4 separate regions of the Mus musculus genome follow, and all the other regions are linked to region 3. The links are chromatin contacts, called in public promoter capture Hi-C maps. All regions are on one chromosome and are shown on one strand. The core of a region is the stretch at or near the end of the contact, and the rest is flanking DNA. Distances in the headings are between cores, read along the strand shown.

Evidence for each region. Promoter capture Hi-C pulls out the DNA fragments that hold promoters and counts their contacts. Capture Hi-C pulls out chosen DNA fragments and counts their contacts.
Region 1: a contact with region 3 is called in a promoter capture Hi-C map of liver, with 2.0 times the contacts expected there. The contact joins the promoter of Flcn here to the promoter of Shmt1 in region 3. A contact is called at or near these places in 3 of 39 promoter capture datasets (cranial neural crest and liver), 1 of 484 Hi-C or Micro-C datasets (embryonic stem cells), 1 of 115 datasets of contacts at active chromatin or transcription factors (embryonic stem cells) and 2 of 9 other capture datasets (embryonic stem cells and liver).
Region 2: a contact with region 3 is called in a promoter capture Hi-C map of liver, with 2.7 times the contacts expected there. The contact joins the promoter of Ulk2 here to the promoter of Shmt1 in region 3.
Region 4: a promoter capture Hi-C map of embryonic stem cells shows a contact between it and region 3, with 2.4 times the contacts expected there. The contact joins the promoter of Akap10 here to the promoter of Shmt1 in region 3. A contact is called at or near these places in 4 of 39 promoter capture datasets (embryonic stem cells, liver and stem cell-derived epiblast-like cells).

What each region holds. Positions count from the first base shown.
Region 1 is chr11:59,808,230-59,811,886 of GRCm38.p6, reverse strand. It overlaps Flcn (folliculin), which reads left to right and starts at 1,848. Exons shown (of 13, transcript NM_146018.2): 1 at 1,848-2,227. Gm16062 (predicted gene 16062) reads right to left here and starts at 1,807. Exons shown (of 2, transcript NR_045686.1): 1 at 1,626-1,807.
Region 2 is chr11:61,853,176-61,857,380 of GRCm38.p6, reverse strand. It overlaps Ulk2 (unc-51 like kinase 2), which reads left to right and starts at 2,289. Exons shown (of 27, transcript NM_013881.4): 1 at 2,289-2,894; 2 at 4,023-4,115. The coding sequence starts at 2,805.
Region 3 is chr11:60,808,601-60,812,627 of GRCm38.p6, reverse strand. It overlaps Shmt1 (serine hydroxymethyltransferase 1 (soluble)), which reads left to right and starts at 1,363. Exons shown (of 12, transcript NM_009171.2): 1 at 1,363-1,724.
Region 4 is chr11:61,928,994-61,932,717 of GRCm38.p6, reverse strand. It overlaps Akap10 (A kinase (PRKA) anchor protein 10), which reads left to right and starts at 2,461. Exons shown (of 15, transcript NM_019921.3): 1 at 2,461-2,729. The coding sequence starts at 2,642.

The DNA of each region.
Region 1 (3,657 bases), core at 599-3,098, 1.0 Mb after region 3:
CAAGGTAAGGCAACTAGCTTTTGGGTCTGCAACATCCCAGTCCGTCCACTGGTACTGACATTCTAATCAGCCAGCCATCTCCGAAGACAGGCTCCTTTTGAGTCGGGAAGTGTCTGTCCTATGGCTGAGGCTCCTGTGGGGAGCTTGCTTCAGCGAGCCTCTGGGACTGGATCGGTAGGAGCAGGCAAAGGGACTCATTACCCCCTCAGCCTGCGAGGCTTCTCAATGACTGCAGAAAGGAATCCTGGTAGCCTGCCTCAGCCTTAGAGACCTGGGGGAGCCAGTGGGGAGCTGCACACTCCTGCTGTCCCCTCACTGACCTCCAGACTCTCTCTGTAGTGACTGCTTTTGGTTGGCTGCCCAAATCCTCTGGTCGCAATACAGGATCCTGGTTCTCAGAGCCATAGTCAGAGCTGACCTGGTTCTTCCTAACATCGCTGTGGGGAGTTGCAACTGGTTTCACTTATATCCTGAGTGGCAGTCTGCTTAAAGCTGTTTTATCCTGCTTAAGTTTGTTAACCCCTAGTTGTCAGGTATCTGCTTTCTTCTTCTGCTGTCTGCTTGCTCTAGTCTTGGAGAAGGGTAGGGAAGAGCCTCGTGGAGGACAGGAGATGACTCACAGTATCAGGAATAATCGGATTGGTAAAAATAAACACACACAAGACAATACCTAACACCATAACTCCACCCTGCACTCCTTAATCTTTACCAGGCAGTAAACAAAGTTATAGAACACAAGTTTGCATATTTTTTTTCCTCCTGCTCCCTCTTCCAACAAAACACGAAAGCTGAAATAGAGAGAAAGGAATCCGATCCCCGTGATTTGAAAAACAAACAGATACCAACTCATCAACTTCTACTCATCTGAAGCTTCCCACTTCCGGATAACCACATTCTGGGCGTCCTCGTGTACACAGCGGAGGCTGGCAGCGCTGGCCGCTGTGTACAGCTGGCAGCGTTAGTTACAGGCTCAAGCCCAGAGCTCTGTTCTCATCTGTCTTCAAGGGCCCATGGTATGCACTAATAGCTTTAAAATTCATTTAAAAAAAGATGTATTTTTTTTTATTATTTTTAAAATGTGAGTACACTGTCACTCTCTTCATGCACACCAGAAGAGAGCATTGGATCCCATTATAGATGGTTGTGAGCCACCATGTGGTTGTTTGGAATTGAACTCAGGACCTCTGGAAGAGCAGTTAATGCTCTTAACCGCTGAACCATCTCTCCAGCCCTTAAAATCCTTTTTTTTTCTTTTCTTTCTTTCTTTTTGGTTTTACAGGGTTTCTCTGTGTAGCCCTGGCTGTCCTGGAACTCATTCTTTAGACCAGGCTGGCCTGGAATTCAGAAATCCATCCGCCTGCCTCTGCCTCCCAAGTGCTGGGATTAAAGGCGTGCGCCACCACTGACCGGCTTAAAATTAATTTTTAAGTAGCTAAATAATATTCCATCCCTCATCCCCAAACGGGAAATCAAACCCAGGGCTTAGAGAAAACAACCCCACAATCCACGAACTGTTTTGAAAGCTAGTTTGCAAAGATAGGGCCGGCTCAGGGCAAGACTGAGCCGTGCACATGCGTGGTCCTGCTTCGCTCTGTACCCTCCTCCCTCCCAGGACCTGTCCGTACCTTCCACTTCTCTCGAAGGGGAGACGGTTTCTCTGATCTGCAACTTTACAGGCAGGGAGTGGAGTCCCAAGAACTCCCAGAATCCAGAGGAAATTTTCCGCAAATCTTTCCTCTTCGGTAGGGACAGGGCATGGACTGACTAATTCTCTCTGACTTTTTTGAAATGTCAGTTTTGACGTCACCCCTGCAGAATGGCTTCTCTCGGCGGCCGGAACCATCTACGCTTTTCCGCGGGGCGACTTGCCGCGCCGAGGGGCGCGCGTGGCCGAGGGGCTTGGATTCCTTGCCTGGAGGAGCATTACGTGACACAGCAAGGCTCCGCACATCCTAGTCGCCTGCGGGGGACGCAACGCTGCTCGCTCCGGCTAGTCACTGGCGTTGCCTGCCCTCTGCCGGCCTGCGGATGGTTCGGTCCGGCTGGGTCACGCGCTAAGGCTCAGTGCAAGGGCCTGCGGAACGGGCTAGCACTTGCCGAGGGGCAGAACAGTGGCGACAGCCCCAGGACAGTTGCGAGCGGGTTCCGGCCCAGCATCCGGGAGACGGCGGCAAGCGCCCCAGCTGGGTTGGTGTTGGGCCATAGGGCTGAATGGAAAGCGCGGATGGTAAACACCTGGGAGAGGGAGGTGGCAGGTTCCACCCCCCGTTTGGGGTAATTGCTTTAGTTTGACTGAATACTGTTGGGGACGTCGCCCTGCCAGTCAACCTCCGTTTTCTAGCAGGATGGCCGTCTGAGGACAGGGCAGGCAAGACACCTCATTTCTCTCCACTCTTAACAGGGTAACTCGTCCTCATGCGTTGGAAGAAATGGTTAGCCCTGGGATTAGCCAGTGGATCGCCGTTGAGGTCACAAGTGGCCCATAACAGTAGGGGGCCAGGAGGACCTACTGCAAGTATAGGGTGAATTTCCATTTCTCGGGGGTGGGGGTGGGGAAGCCTGGTACCACCCATGGTGTCCGGCAGAGAGAAAGACTACAGCTAGTGTATTGCTGGCAGTGCCGAGCTATCATAGTTGTCATTAAACAGTAGAGAGGACATGGCACGTGACAGTGTTTGCTCTGCTAGTGTCAAGTGACTGGGTGCTCTTTAAAGGAAGTCCTGCTGAAGTTGGCAGTAGTAGAGAGGGGAGTGGTTCTAAGTTGGAGATAAAGTTCCCTGCTGAGTTTCTTACCCACTCTATACTAGCTAGTGTAGTAGGGGGATCAGTGAGTTTCCTGTGGGAGACAGTTACAGCTCCTGCTGACTTCCGTGGAGATCCTTGTAACCCCTTGTTTGCCTACAAGGCACTCTTAGTGGCCTGGTGCTGTGAGAAGACAAGAAATAGAGATGAGGAAAAACTAGGGCACACCAGGGAAGGATGGTGTGGGTCTCGTTTGCCAGGCTTGTGGTTCAGACAGCGGGAGCAAATCTCGTACATGCACAGCCTGCCTCTCAAAGTATGACGCTGAGGAGACTGTCTTCAGCTCGAAAGGTTACTAGGAAAGGGTGGTTAGGCACACTCCCAGAAGCCGGCTCCTGTGGTAGAAGAATGTGGTAGACATTGGGATTGGGAGAGTAACAGAAGACCTAGGCTCCTTCCTCACCGGAATTCAGACGCCATATGCAATCCCGTCAGAGAAGCCTGTTGCCCAGTGCCCAGGAGGATTTCCAGAGGATAAGTGACAGTTGGTGTTACGGGCTGGGAAGGATTAGAAACTCAGGTAGTAGGTTTCTCGGTGGCTGCAGAATGGAGTGTCATGTAGGTTCCATTACAGTCTTCCAGGGGCTGCCTGGGCTGAGGAATGAGTAACCAGAAGATTCGAAACTCTTGTTGGACAAACCCCCTTTTTTTCTTTTTTAAAGATTTATTTATTTATTTATACACTGTAGCTGTCTTCAGTCAGCACCAGAAGAGGGCATCGGATCCCGTTACAGATGGTTGTGAGCCACCATGTGGTTGCTGGGAGGTGAACTCAGGACTTCTGGAAAAGCAGTCAGTGCTCCTAACCACTGAGCCATTTCTCAAGCCCACAATTTTTGTTTTTTGTTTGTTTGT
Region 2 (4,205 bases), core at 1,040-3,539, 1.0 Mb before region 3:
CTTTGTTTACCAATCAGAATTAACTTGGGACAGAGTCCCTCAGTGTCGTATGTGCAGACAAACAGTTTGGGGGGACCCAAATTATCATTAGAAACCACTACAGGTCTGTCCTCAGGTACAGACAAATCCATTCATGAAGTTACTAGGTAAATATGTTGCCTTCTGGGTAGGTCTGCTATAAAAGAAGCGAGGGAGGGCCTGTGAGATGGCTCACTAGATAGGATAAAGGTGCTTGCCATGTCACCAAGGCTACCTAAGTTCCAAAGGAAGGTCCCACATGATGGAGGGAAAAACCTGACTCCTGCAAGTTACCCTCTGACCTCCACATAAGGGAGCAAAAGTACACACACATTAAATACTTGTCTTTTAAAAGGTGGGTAGGTGTTGGAGCTAAAGCTCAGTGGTAGAGCACTTGCTTAGCGTGTGTGAGGCCCTGGGTCTGATCCTCTACATCTAGGAGAGAAAAAAAATATTCCAGCTGGCCTAGGCCCCCTCACTACTTCCTGGATCTCATCTTAGGATGCTTTGTGCCACTTCTGTGGACTAGAACTAAAAAAAGAAAAAAAGGGGGGGGGCTGGAAAGATGGCTCAGCAGTTAAGAGCACTCACTGACTGTTCTTCCAGAGGTCCTGAGTTCAAATCCCAGCAAACACATGGTGGTTTACAACCATCCATAATGAGATCTGACACCCTCTTCTGGTGGGTCTGAAGACAGTTACAGTGTACTTAGATATAATAATAAATACATCTTTTAAAAACTTTTTGTTTTCTAGTGTTTGGTGTTTGTTTGTTTGTTTGTTTGTTTGGTATTTCAAGACAAGATTTTTCTGTGCTTAAGAAAACAATTTTTACTTTACTGCTATGGTTTGGATGGTTTGAATGTGTTCCTCAAAGTTTCCTGTGGTGGATGCTTGGTCCTCCGTGTGGCAAGAAGTAAGTTGAATTGAGAGACTGTGATACGGGTTCTTTCAAAAGTGAGTTGTTATACAGTCGTAACACTGGTCCCTTCTCAGTCTCTGGTTTCTTTGCCCTGTGATCTCTTTCTGTCCCATAGTCCCTTGTGAAGCCTTTTTTCATGAGCTCCTTGTCAGAGCTGGTGCTTTGCTGTTTGGGGTGTCAGCCTCCAAAACTGTGAGCTGCATAAATCTCATTTCTTTATAAGGTGCCAAGCCTGGGGCATTTTGTTCTAGCAATGGAAAATGGACTTACTGAGTCTGTGGTATTCTTTTTTTAGGAAAAGAAAATGGACTAGAGACATTGCTTTCAGATTCCTGACCTGTCTCAAAGCTGAAGGTTTTTAGGGCTTCTACCTGTTTGTCAAGATGAGTTCCAGAGGGCTGGCTGGAGATACGGCTCAGTGGTTAAGAGCACTGGCTAGTCTTCCAGAGGACTCAGGTTTGATTCCTAGTACCTACATTGTGGCTCATAGCTATCTGTAATTGCAGTTTCAGATCGACACCCTGGTCTGGCCTCTGCAGGCACTAGGTGCACTCGTGGTGCACATATATGCAGGCAAAACACCCATACACATAAAAGTAAAATCAGAGGGGGGAGGGGAGGAGGAGGAAGAAGAGAGGAGAGAGAGACAGAGACAGAGAGGGAGAGGTGAGAGAAGTGAGAGAGGTGAGAGGAGTTGTTTCAGGGGCAGGCGATGAAATTGACAGCAACATCCCCAAACCTGAACACACACTTAGGTATGGGGTCACACATATTGTTTACCATGGCTTTGTAATGCTTTCTTGAGCAAAAGTTGACTATCATTTTTCACCTAAACAATCCGAGGAAAAAAAAAAGCCCGAGGCAAACTGGTAGTTGACTGGTGTGATGAAGCGCCTCCTTAGAAAGGAGGTTCTGAGCCTCCCTCAGAAGTCTAGAGACCCCCAGAAGGCGCAGGTTCCAGTCAGACCCTATCCCTTAGGTGGGTTGTCTAGCAGTTTGCGGTCTGGATTTGAAAGGCAGCTCCCGGAGTTTTTGTCTCCAGTGTCTGCACCGCCTCAGCGACTCCCGGGGCCGGAGTTCAAGATCCGCCTCTTAGAGGGTGGCTTCAGGTCAGGGCGTGGCGGGCTCTAGCTAGCCGCGGGCGCCGAGCCGAGCGGAGCCGAGCCCGCCGCCCGTTCCTAAGCAGCCGCGGCCTCCTCCCCACACCCCTGCTCGCCAACTCGCTCCAGTGACTGCAGACTCGCCCCGGTGCCTGGCGCCGCGTCCCGGGGTGCGCACTCCTTTTCTCGGCGGAGGGAGCAGGACTGGGGCGCATCGTCCTACAAGACGCGCTGACGTCGCACAGGGCCGGTAGTCGGCGCGGAGCGGCCGGCGCGCGCGCGTGCGTTGGGCGCTCCCGCGAAGCAGGCAGAAGCCGCCACCGCGGCTGTGCGGGTTCCAGGGCGGCGGCCGCTACACAGCAGCGCCGCGGGCGCAACAAGCGGAGGCAGCCGCACCTGCGGGGATGGCGCGGCCCCGGCCCTGCACCGCTGTCAGGCGCGCGGGTAGCTCCGGGTACGCCCAGTGACGGCGGCGGTGCCCTCGGCCGGGCAGTGCCCAGGCCGCTTGGCTAGAGCCCCGCGGCCGACGGCGGCCCGGGCCATGAGAAGCGACCGGGCCCAGGCCTCGCTGACCCCGGCTCCGCGCGGCGGCCCGTCCCGTTTCCGCTCCGGCCTCTCGGCATGAGTGTCCATCCGGGCCCGGGGCCGTGGCTGCCCCTGTCCCGCCGCCCGCGGGCGTGCTTGGGGCCCTCGGGCCCGCGGTGCTGATCCCGGTTCTCCGCCACGCCTGCCCACCCTAGCGCTCTATGTCCCGGGGGCGCGGCCATGGAGGTGGTGGGCGACTTCGAGTACTGCAAGCGGGACCTCGTGGGACACGGGGCCTTCGCTGTGGTCTTCCGGGGGCGGCACCGCCAGGTGAGCGCCGCCGGCCCGTTGTCTGGTGCGAAACTGGGGAGCCAGCGCCCCGGTCCTGGCCGCTGGGCAGGGCTCCCCGGGCCTGCCTGCCTTTGTGCTTGCTGTCACTGTCGCAGGGTTTGTTTTGGAGGCCAGAGCCGCTAGGCTGAGCTCCACCTACCGACGGGCGCAGAGCCACTGATGTTCTTCCCTGACAGTGTGCTGGGTAACCGAGGTGCGCCCGGGGACTTGCTGCTCAGAGAAGCCACTGGTCCCGAAGCGACTAGGACTCCAGTGTTTGCACAGTGTAATGTGCTTGTCCATACTATGGGTCGGTGGACCTTTGTCCCTTCTCCCTGCCCCGGGCTTTCCGGAGCTTGTCACCTTTACCGTGGATAATTGCACACCCAGCGGAAAACGGGCGCGTTTCCCGTTAGTCTGAAGCTTTCTCAGACTATCACGTTCCTCTGTGTCTGGGGGAGCTTTGTAGTATCCCTCCCCTTTTTGAGTTAGAGGAAATAAGTGACAAAGGTAGTTGGACCCTAACCTAATAATACAACGTAGATGCAAGTTCAAACCTCAGTTGTTTGGGTTTTTTTTTTTGTTGTTTCTTTGTTTTTTCCAAGCCACTGTTTCGCAAATAGGTCACACGAGGTTATAGAATCTAAAGAATTTGAGAAGGCACATTGAGACTGGAAGTAATTAAAAAAAAAAAAAAAAGCTTTGGTTATTCTGTTTGTTTCAAGAGTGCCTATTAAAAAGGTACTGTCGTCTATGTCTTATTCATTATGAAATAACTTAAAAGTCAAGGAAAAAAAATAAGAGCAGTGTAATCCAGCCAGGATAACTTCATTAAACTCTATCACTTCCCAAGTTTATTTATCCATAACTCCTATGTGACTGTAAACTTTTTTCAACTGATCCTATATGGTCTTTGTATTTACAACTTTTAATGACTAGTGCTGTAGGACATTGCTATGTATTGTGTTGTTTATGAAATCAGTTTTTTAGTTTGAGATTTGAGGTCTTTGCCATGTTTCCCCACTACCACATATACATTGAGTGGCTAAAAATAAATTTACAGCTTTTATTATTGAGTTGTTTCTATGTTATAATTTTCAGGCATAACACTGTTTTTTTCCTTTTTAGAAAACTGATTGGGAGGTGGCTATTAAAAGTATTAATAAAAAGAACTTGTCAAAATCACAAATTCTGCTTGGAAAGGAAATAAAAATCTTAAAGGTATGCTATTTTAGAATACCTATCACAGTCTGAGTTAAAAGTTACCCTGAGTTAAAAGAGCATGTTATAACATCCTTTGAAGTTTGGTAG
Region 3 (4,027 bases), core at 114-2,613:
TTTTTAAATTAGGGGCTGGAGAGATGGCTCAGTGGGTAAGAGCACTGCTGCTCTTGCAGAGGGCCAAGGTTCTGTTCTCTGAACCCTTGTGGTGGTTCACAGCCAACTATAACTCCAGTTCTAGGGGATTTAACACCCTTTTGCCTGCCTCTGCCTTCTGAGGGCTGGGACTAAAGGCTGCACTACTACCTCCTGACTCTAAAATGATTTTTTAAATCTTATCATTTTAAATTAATTTTGTTACTAAACAATGTATTTTTATATTTTTATGCACACATGGCAATAATATATATTTAAAAATTTATTTTATTTATATATGCAAGTGTTTGTCTGCATGTATGTGTGTACCACATGCATGCATTGGCCACAGAGGTCAGAAGTGTGCATCAGAGCCCCTGGAACTGAAGGTATAAATGGTTGTGAGCCACCCATGTGGGTACTGGGAATTGAACTCAGGACCTCGGCAAAAGCAACAAATGCTCTTAACCACTGATCCATCTCTCTAGCCCCATGGCAATATGATTTGCTTCATTCGTTTTTACTAGCGTGTGTAACACAAACAACGCAAACTCTTGTTTAGGCTAAGCAGGCTCTCTAACACCGAGCCACACAGCCAGCCTCATTTTAATATTTGAGACAGCCAGCTAGCCTGAATCTTGGTATTTAGTCAGGTTGCCCTCTGTCTCAAGATCCCTCTGCCAAAGCCTGTAGAGTTCTGGTCATGCCAGCTGGGTTTTTGTTTGTCTTGTTTGTTTTTTTGTTTACTTATTTATTTGAGATAGGGATTACTGTGGGCTGACACCAGGACCCGCGGTGGTGGCGCACGCCTTTAATCCAGCACTTGGGAGGCAGAGGCAGGTGGATTTCTGAGTTCGAGGCCAGCCTGGTCTACAGAGCGAGTTCCAGGACAGCCAGGGCTAGACAGAAAAACCCTGTCTCAAAAAACCAAAAAAAAAAAAAAAAAAAAAGATCTATTTATGTCAGGCATGGTAGCACATACTTTTAATCCTAGAACTCTGGAGGCAGATCCCCTGGACACTTGTGCATTAGTTACTGGAAACTGAACCCGAACCAGGCTCGATCCCCAATCCTATCCAGGTCTTCTGGATCACAAAACACTCCTACAATCAGCAATACTGCCCAAAAGTCCCAGGTCCCAAGGTAAGGAACCGCCCAGTCCCCTCCTCCTTCCCACCCCCTCCAGTTCAGAGCTCTTTTTTTTTTTTTTTTTTTCCGTCAGGCTTTGCCCTGCTCTGAGCGCGGGCGAATCGCGCGTGGGCAGCTGGGGGCGGGCTCTACCTGGATGCTCCCACTGATTGGGCCGCTGTAGGGGCGGGGCGGGACCAGGCTGCGCTGGGGAGAGTTTAGTGGAGCTCCGGCCTCTGCGCGCCAAGTTTGGGTTTCCCCCGGACGTGGTGTGTCACGTGGTGGGGAGGCTGGTTCCCGGAGCACGTGCTGGGCTGTTAGGACAGCCCGCTGCGGGGTTCCGGCTGGAGGTGTTGCTGTGGTCACTTTCCGCGCGCTCTCCAGGAATTCGGCGATCCACTTGCCTCTGCCTCCCTAGTGCTGGGATTAAAGGCGTGCGCCACCACAACGCGTTTAGTCCCTTTCATAAAGACCGGAGGAACAGACGTTTACGGCCAGCTCCCGAAACCAAGTGAACTGGAGGCCACCCTGCACCAAGGGTTGGAACCTTTTCACAAAATCCACGCTCCTAATACAAGGTATGTAATTTCTAATCTTTGCGATTGTTTCTTTTTGTTTTGTTTGAGGTGTGAGTGTCACACATGCTGTCCTCGAACTTGATGTGTAGCCAAGGATGACCTTGAACTTCTAATGGTTCTGCCTCCACCTCACCAGTAAGAGCTATCGCTCTCGGTTCATGTGGTGCTGGGATGGAACCCCTTGGTTTATACATGTTAACGAAGCTTCCGAGGTTTGTCTGTAATCACTGCTTTTGATTTACTAGTACAACCCTGATTATCTGCAGTGCGTTACTCTATCTAGGGGACAGGTTGGCTTGTAGCGTTCTTAGCCCAGTGCCTCTATTTCAAGGTCTGGAAGTTAGGTGACCTTTGGTTAGCTGAAGCAAGCACAAATGTGTTTAATTGAGCCAGGCAGTTGCTGGACCAGAAACACCAGTTTAGGCTCCGTACAGAATACATTTAAAATTTCTTCCTTGAGGGGAAATTGAATGGAGGTGAGTAATTGTGTTACCCAGGATTCTGGGAAGCACCAAAAGTAAACAGGAGTTCACATTCTGCCTCTGTTATATGACCTTAGTTAAAGCCACTCCAAGGCCTTTGAGAGCCTCCTCTCTTTATAAAGCAGGGCACAGAGAGACTCGCACTGTTCCTGTCCCCATTACAGCCTAACACGTGGGTATGGACTTTGGCAGACCTATAGACAGTAATAAGGAAATGCTGTATGTTTTCCCCAAAGTTAGCTCAAAAACGACAGTTCAGCAGCCAGGGCTCTGCAGAGAGACCCTGTCTTGGAAAACAAAATAATCAAAAGTCTATAGTGTGAAGATCTTCTTCCTAAGTAAGCCCTAAGTAAGCCAGGAGTGGTGGTGGCACACGCAGGAAGATCTCTGTGAATTCAAGGCCAGCCTGGTCTACATAGAAAAACCCTCTCTAAAAACATAAAACTAATGCCCTGGCCTGGGTATTGTGGTGTATGGCCTTTAATCCCACCCAGCAGACAAAGAGGTAGAAGTAGGCAGAGTTCAGTGCCAGCATGGTCTACATAGTGATTCCAGGATAGTTCTATATGGAGACCTTGTTGTTGTTGTTGAAAACTATTAAATACCTGACTGAGGCTAGGCCTGGGAAAGCAGCTTGGTTGGTAGAAAGCTTGCCTGGAATGCAGGGAGCTGGGTTCAGTCCAGCATCCCATGAAACTAAATGTGCTGAGGCGTGCCTATAAGCTGAGGACTCCTGAAGTGGGTGGGCCAGAACTTTCAGGCTCTTCTCTGCTATGCCAGTTCTGTGCCTGCCTGGGCTACATGAAACCTTGTCTTTAAAATCAATCAATCAATCAATCAATCAATCAATCAAGTATACACTAAGCTTCTTGAGCTCCTTGAAGAATTCTGAGCTAGCAAGATGGCTTCTTGAGTTAGGGGACTCACAGACAAGCCTAATGGACTGACTTTACCCCTAGGAACTTCCTTCTGTGTGTTGTAACACGTGTACCTACACCTGTACACAGTAAACAAATGGGATTTTTTTTTTAAGAATTTGAACTTTTTTTGTAGTTCAGAGAAAACTAGCTTATTTTAGTACCTTATTTCAGGAAGGACATATATTAGTTTAGTAAGGGGATGCACTACTGTGATCCGACATAGTGGTAAAAGCAGGGTGGGAACCAGGCAATCCCACGCTCTGCAGGCTGAGGTGGCCCAGTCTTTGAGTTCAAGGCCAGCTTGGTCTATAGAACAGTCTAGCCAAGACTGTTACACAAAGAAACCCAGTCTCCAAAAACAAAACAAACAAGCAAACAAACAAAACAAAAACCCCACCAGGTGGGACACTCTGGGGAGAGGCGTGGGAGCCACTGGGCTGAATGCTCCTGAGTGACACTGGGTTAAATGTTCCTGAGTAAGATGTCTGGCCCTCTGAAGAGGATTCTAAGTGGACCTTCGTTCTTTGATGGTTAGGAGATTTGCTCTTCACATTGATTAGGTCCTTTCTAACCTCCAGCAGTTAATGTTTAATGAAAATGTTGTCCTTGGGATTTGGGGAGCAGAGGTCCGAGCCTGACTGGTGTGTGGATTCTGGTTCCCACTTGCCAAGGGCCCAGACAGGTGCTGGGATTTCATGGGTTCTGATCTTGAGAGAGGAAGCTCAAGGGTAGCCAGAGAGGCCCAAGGTCCTTGGCGTGATATCTGAAGTCTTTTTTTTTTTTTTTAAAGATTATATTAAAGGTAGGTTTATTGGGAAGCTGCTCTTGGGTGAGTTCACTGGCCCCAAAGATTGAGGCCCGGGGAGTCCCCATGGGGGTAGGGGGTGGAGAAAGAGGAAGG
Region 4 (3,724 bases), core at 1,212-3,711, 1.1 Mb before region 3:
GTCCTCACCTACTTCTTTTGAGTTCTACAGTTCTGAGCATATCTTGCCCAGATTGGGGTCTTCCAAAGCAGGTACAAGTTGTCTGGAGTGGTTATAACTACAGTAAGACTTCCTGAAGTGGGAGTCACAGCTTCACCAACAACCCTTCTTCCTTCCTTCCTTTCTCTATCTTGTATTACCATTGAGATCCTAGGTCATTACAAAGAAACCCAAACCATCCTCTATAAACAAGACATGATGGTGGCAGGATCTCTTGTGGGGTGGTGGTGAGGTGTATGTGTGAAGGATTATGAAAAGTCTTAATTGTAAAGTGCTAGGAACATAGAGAGTACATCACAAGTTCTTAGTAAATAATGATTTCGATTAGCTGACTGCTATGTCTAGCTGTCTGAGAGATAGTGGAAATAATAAAACTTATTCAAGGAACTAACAAAACGAAGCAGTTTTTAAATATACAATTCTGCAGAAAGGGATGCCAGCAAAAAGAAAAGTCAAAAATTTCTGGTGCAATGCTTTGGTACAAGGCAGTGATTTTTAAGGTCCCCCCAATCTGGAGGGGTTTTAAGTTCCCTCTAATTCTATTCTTGTCTCCATTGGCTAGAACTTGCCCCTTTCCCAAATTTCCCATGTTATTGTTTTAGGACACAAAACCTTATCTAATGAATAGTTTGGGGCTTGAGATAGCACCCCTCCTCCTTTTCTGACCATGAGCAATAGGGTAGCAGACTACCTGTAACTTTTTTAGAGTTCTGTGACAAGCCTGCACCAGCCACCAGCTAGGGGGCCTATTGCTTTCTTCTTATCTGTAAATGGACTGTAACAATCTATTTCTCACAGAGAATAAAAGCAACTCCAGAATCTCTGGTAGGGGGGGCTCAAAGAATAAACCTCATTGGAAATTGAGTTGAAAAACACTTCCTCAACACTGATTTATGTTTATTTAGCCTGAGAGAATGAGTAAGGATTCTAGAAATCCTAATGGAGCCAGAGCCCTCCCCTCAACCCCATTGACTTTTTGCTCATTTAAGGGATTTTTCTCACTCATTCGTCTGGTGTTCCTCCTGCCCTGATCAGCTAACCAATAGTTAACAAATACAAAACAGTCTCTGCCAAGACTGGAACTCCAGAAGGGAAAGGCAAAGGAATAATGTAAGACACACCACCCATTCTGCCTAAGAACAGAGTAGATACTCTAACTGTGGATCCTTTGCAAGTGTTGTCTGTGCTCCTAATTGCTAAGCCATCGTTCAACGCCTTGTTTTGTTTTTATCTGTTTGAGACACAGTCTCACCTTGGCCTAAAATTCCCTAAGTAAATCAAGCTGACCTGGGACTCAGTGATCCACTGGCTTCTTTCTGCCTTCCAAGTGTGTTAAAGGCTTTCACCACCAGAGCACCTCCCCTGGCTTGCCTTAATATTCTTAGGCAAGGAAAGGTTTTCAAGGGTGGGCAGTGGGTGGGAATAGGGGAGGGGTATGCCCAGAGTGTAATATTCATTTCCAAATCATCTCAGACCTCCACACCATTACCTCACATGGGGCAACCACAGCCCTGCTCTCCTTTTCAGTTCCTGCCCAGCGTGACCTTGAAAGCTGGCCTAGTTTCCTCCATACCAAGAGCAAGTTTAAAGACTGTTACTAACCTGGAGGGTTTAGTATGGTATCTGTGCACGATGTTATAAATAAGTTTAGCTATGATGGTTTTTCATCATTTAGCAAACAGGCTTGGAAACAAAACTAGCAAACTTATTAACCTGCTCTAATAATATGGTTAAGACTCCAGGCTTTACTTAGTTCCTGTTTTAACACACCGAATAATCAGGCAAGTTGCCGCTTCTGCACTTGTTTTTCCTTCTGTCTCAGGTAGACTTTGCTGATCCAACATAAAAATCAGCAACTGTGTGCATCACGAGTTCCTGGTTCGCTTTTGACAGTAGTTGTAGCTATAGTGGCCATCCATCCAGGGCGCTAAAGGTGGGTAAGCTTTAAGAAAGCCAGAAGATTTATAGGAAGGTGGCTTTCGAATAAGAACGGAAGAAATAGCCCTCTGTTGAGGCTCAGGTTGCTGGCTCTTTCTGTTTTGAGCATCTGTAGGGATTTCATCTGAAAATGAGCCTACCACTCTTTTTCTCCTTCCTTCCTGAGGTCACTTTGAGGGAGGGAGCTTCGGGAGCTACATAAGAGCAGCTCCTCGTCCTGCAGGCTCGCCTGCATCCCCCGGGGACCTGGCAGGGTAAAGCTGCCAAGCAGCCTGCGGCATTTAGCAAGATTCCGCGAAAAGGCTGCGCAGCAGTGCTGGCGGGGGCTTCCCGAAGAGGAGGAGGTTCAGCAAAGAGACGCTGTCATCCGAAGCCTCCAGGGGGAAGGGCTCGCGGACTCGAGGACGCCAGGTCACGTGGGCTGAGCGGGCGCGCGCCCCGGCCCCGCGGGAGGAGGTGCGCAGGAGGAGGCGGGGCCGGGGCCTCCCGTGAAGCCCCGCGCGCGGACGGACCGGAACTCTAAGCGGGTGGCTTGTTGATAACATGGCGGCAGCAGCTGCCGGGGCATCCCGAGGTGGCGGCAGCGCCCACACCCGGAAGAAGGGGCTGTTTTCGGACTAGTGCAGCGGCTCCTGCGGCCCCGGAAGTCCCGGCCAGCTGCTGAATGAGGGGAGCCGGGCCCTCCCCGCGACACTCCCCCCGCGCCCTCCGCCCCGACCCGGGCCCCGCCATGTCCTTCTTCCGGCGGAAAGGTAGCCGAGGGGTCGCCGGCGGGGGGTGAGCCGGGTCTCGGGCAGCGGTGGGGCAGCAAACCTGCAAGGGTTTTGTCAGGGCGGCCGCGAGGCTCTCGATGAGCCGCTCGGCCTCGGCGCCGACACCCGCGGTGCAGTGTGCTGCCCGGGACTCCGCAGGGAAGAAGGTGGCCTCCTCAAGCGAGGTCGAGGGGCATTGTCGCTTTGGGCCAAAAGTGTCTGCTTAAACCCATAGAAATTAACACCTGTTGGCTAAAGAAAAGGTTTTCCTGGTGTGTTTGGTTTCTGGAGGTTTGTATGTGTGTGTGATCCACGCGCGCACTGTGGATGAAGATCAAGGAAATCCCTTTACTTATAGGAAGTCTTGACTTTTCCGAATATTGGGGGGGGGGGGTTATACCTAAAACCACGTGCAACTGTTATTTCTTCAACTAGCGCTATTTTCTAGTTTCCTCTTTTGGGGGCGGGGGTGGAGAGCGGAAGGGGGCCCACTGTTATTCCTAAAATAAAATTTCTTACTACTGAAGTTCCGTATTCAGAAGACTACTGCTTTTGATGATTGAGCAACTTTACTAATTATTGAGACCGTTGCTGCTACTATAAACGAACTACTTAGATTTCGGATGTCCAGTTGTAAAAGCTTACTTAGTTTTTAAAGTAGAGGCAAGGTGATTTTGATCCTGGAAAGGGTTATGGTATTTCATTAAATATACATACACAAATTGATCAATCAAATCTCTTTAGGTGGAGGTGGTTGTATCTCTTCATTCTTACTGAGAAGATGTATCAGACAGACTTTTTTTTTTTTAAACATAACACCAAATCAGACTTGTATTCACGTGATAGCTTTTTCATAAACTCTGTAACCCGAAACAGCCGGTTAACCCACTTTTTTTCCAGCTGAGAATCAGATGATTCCTAAAGGCCTCATAGGACTGAGGCTGTCTGTTGATGCTAGGTGAGGGAATGAATGAAACTGGTAAATAATAGGAAGC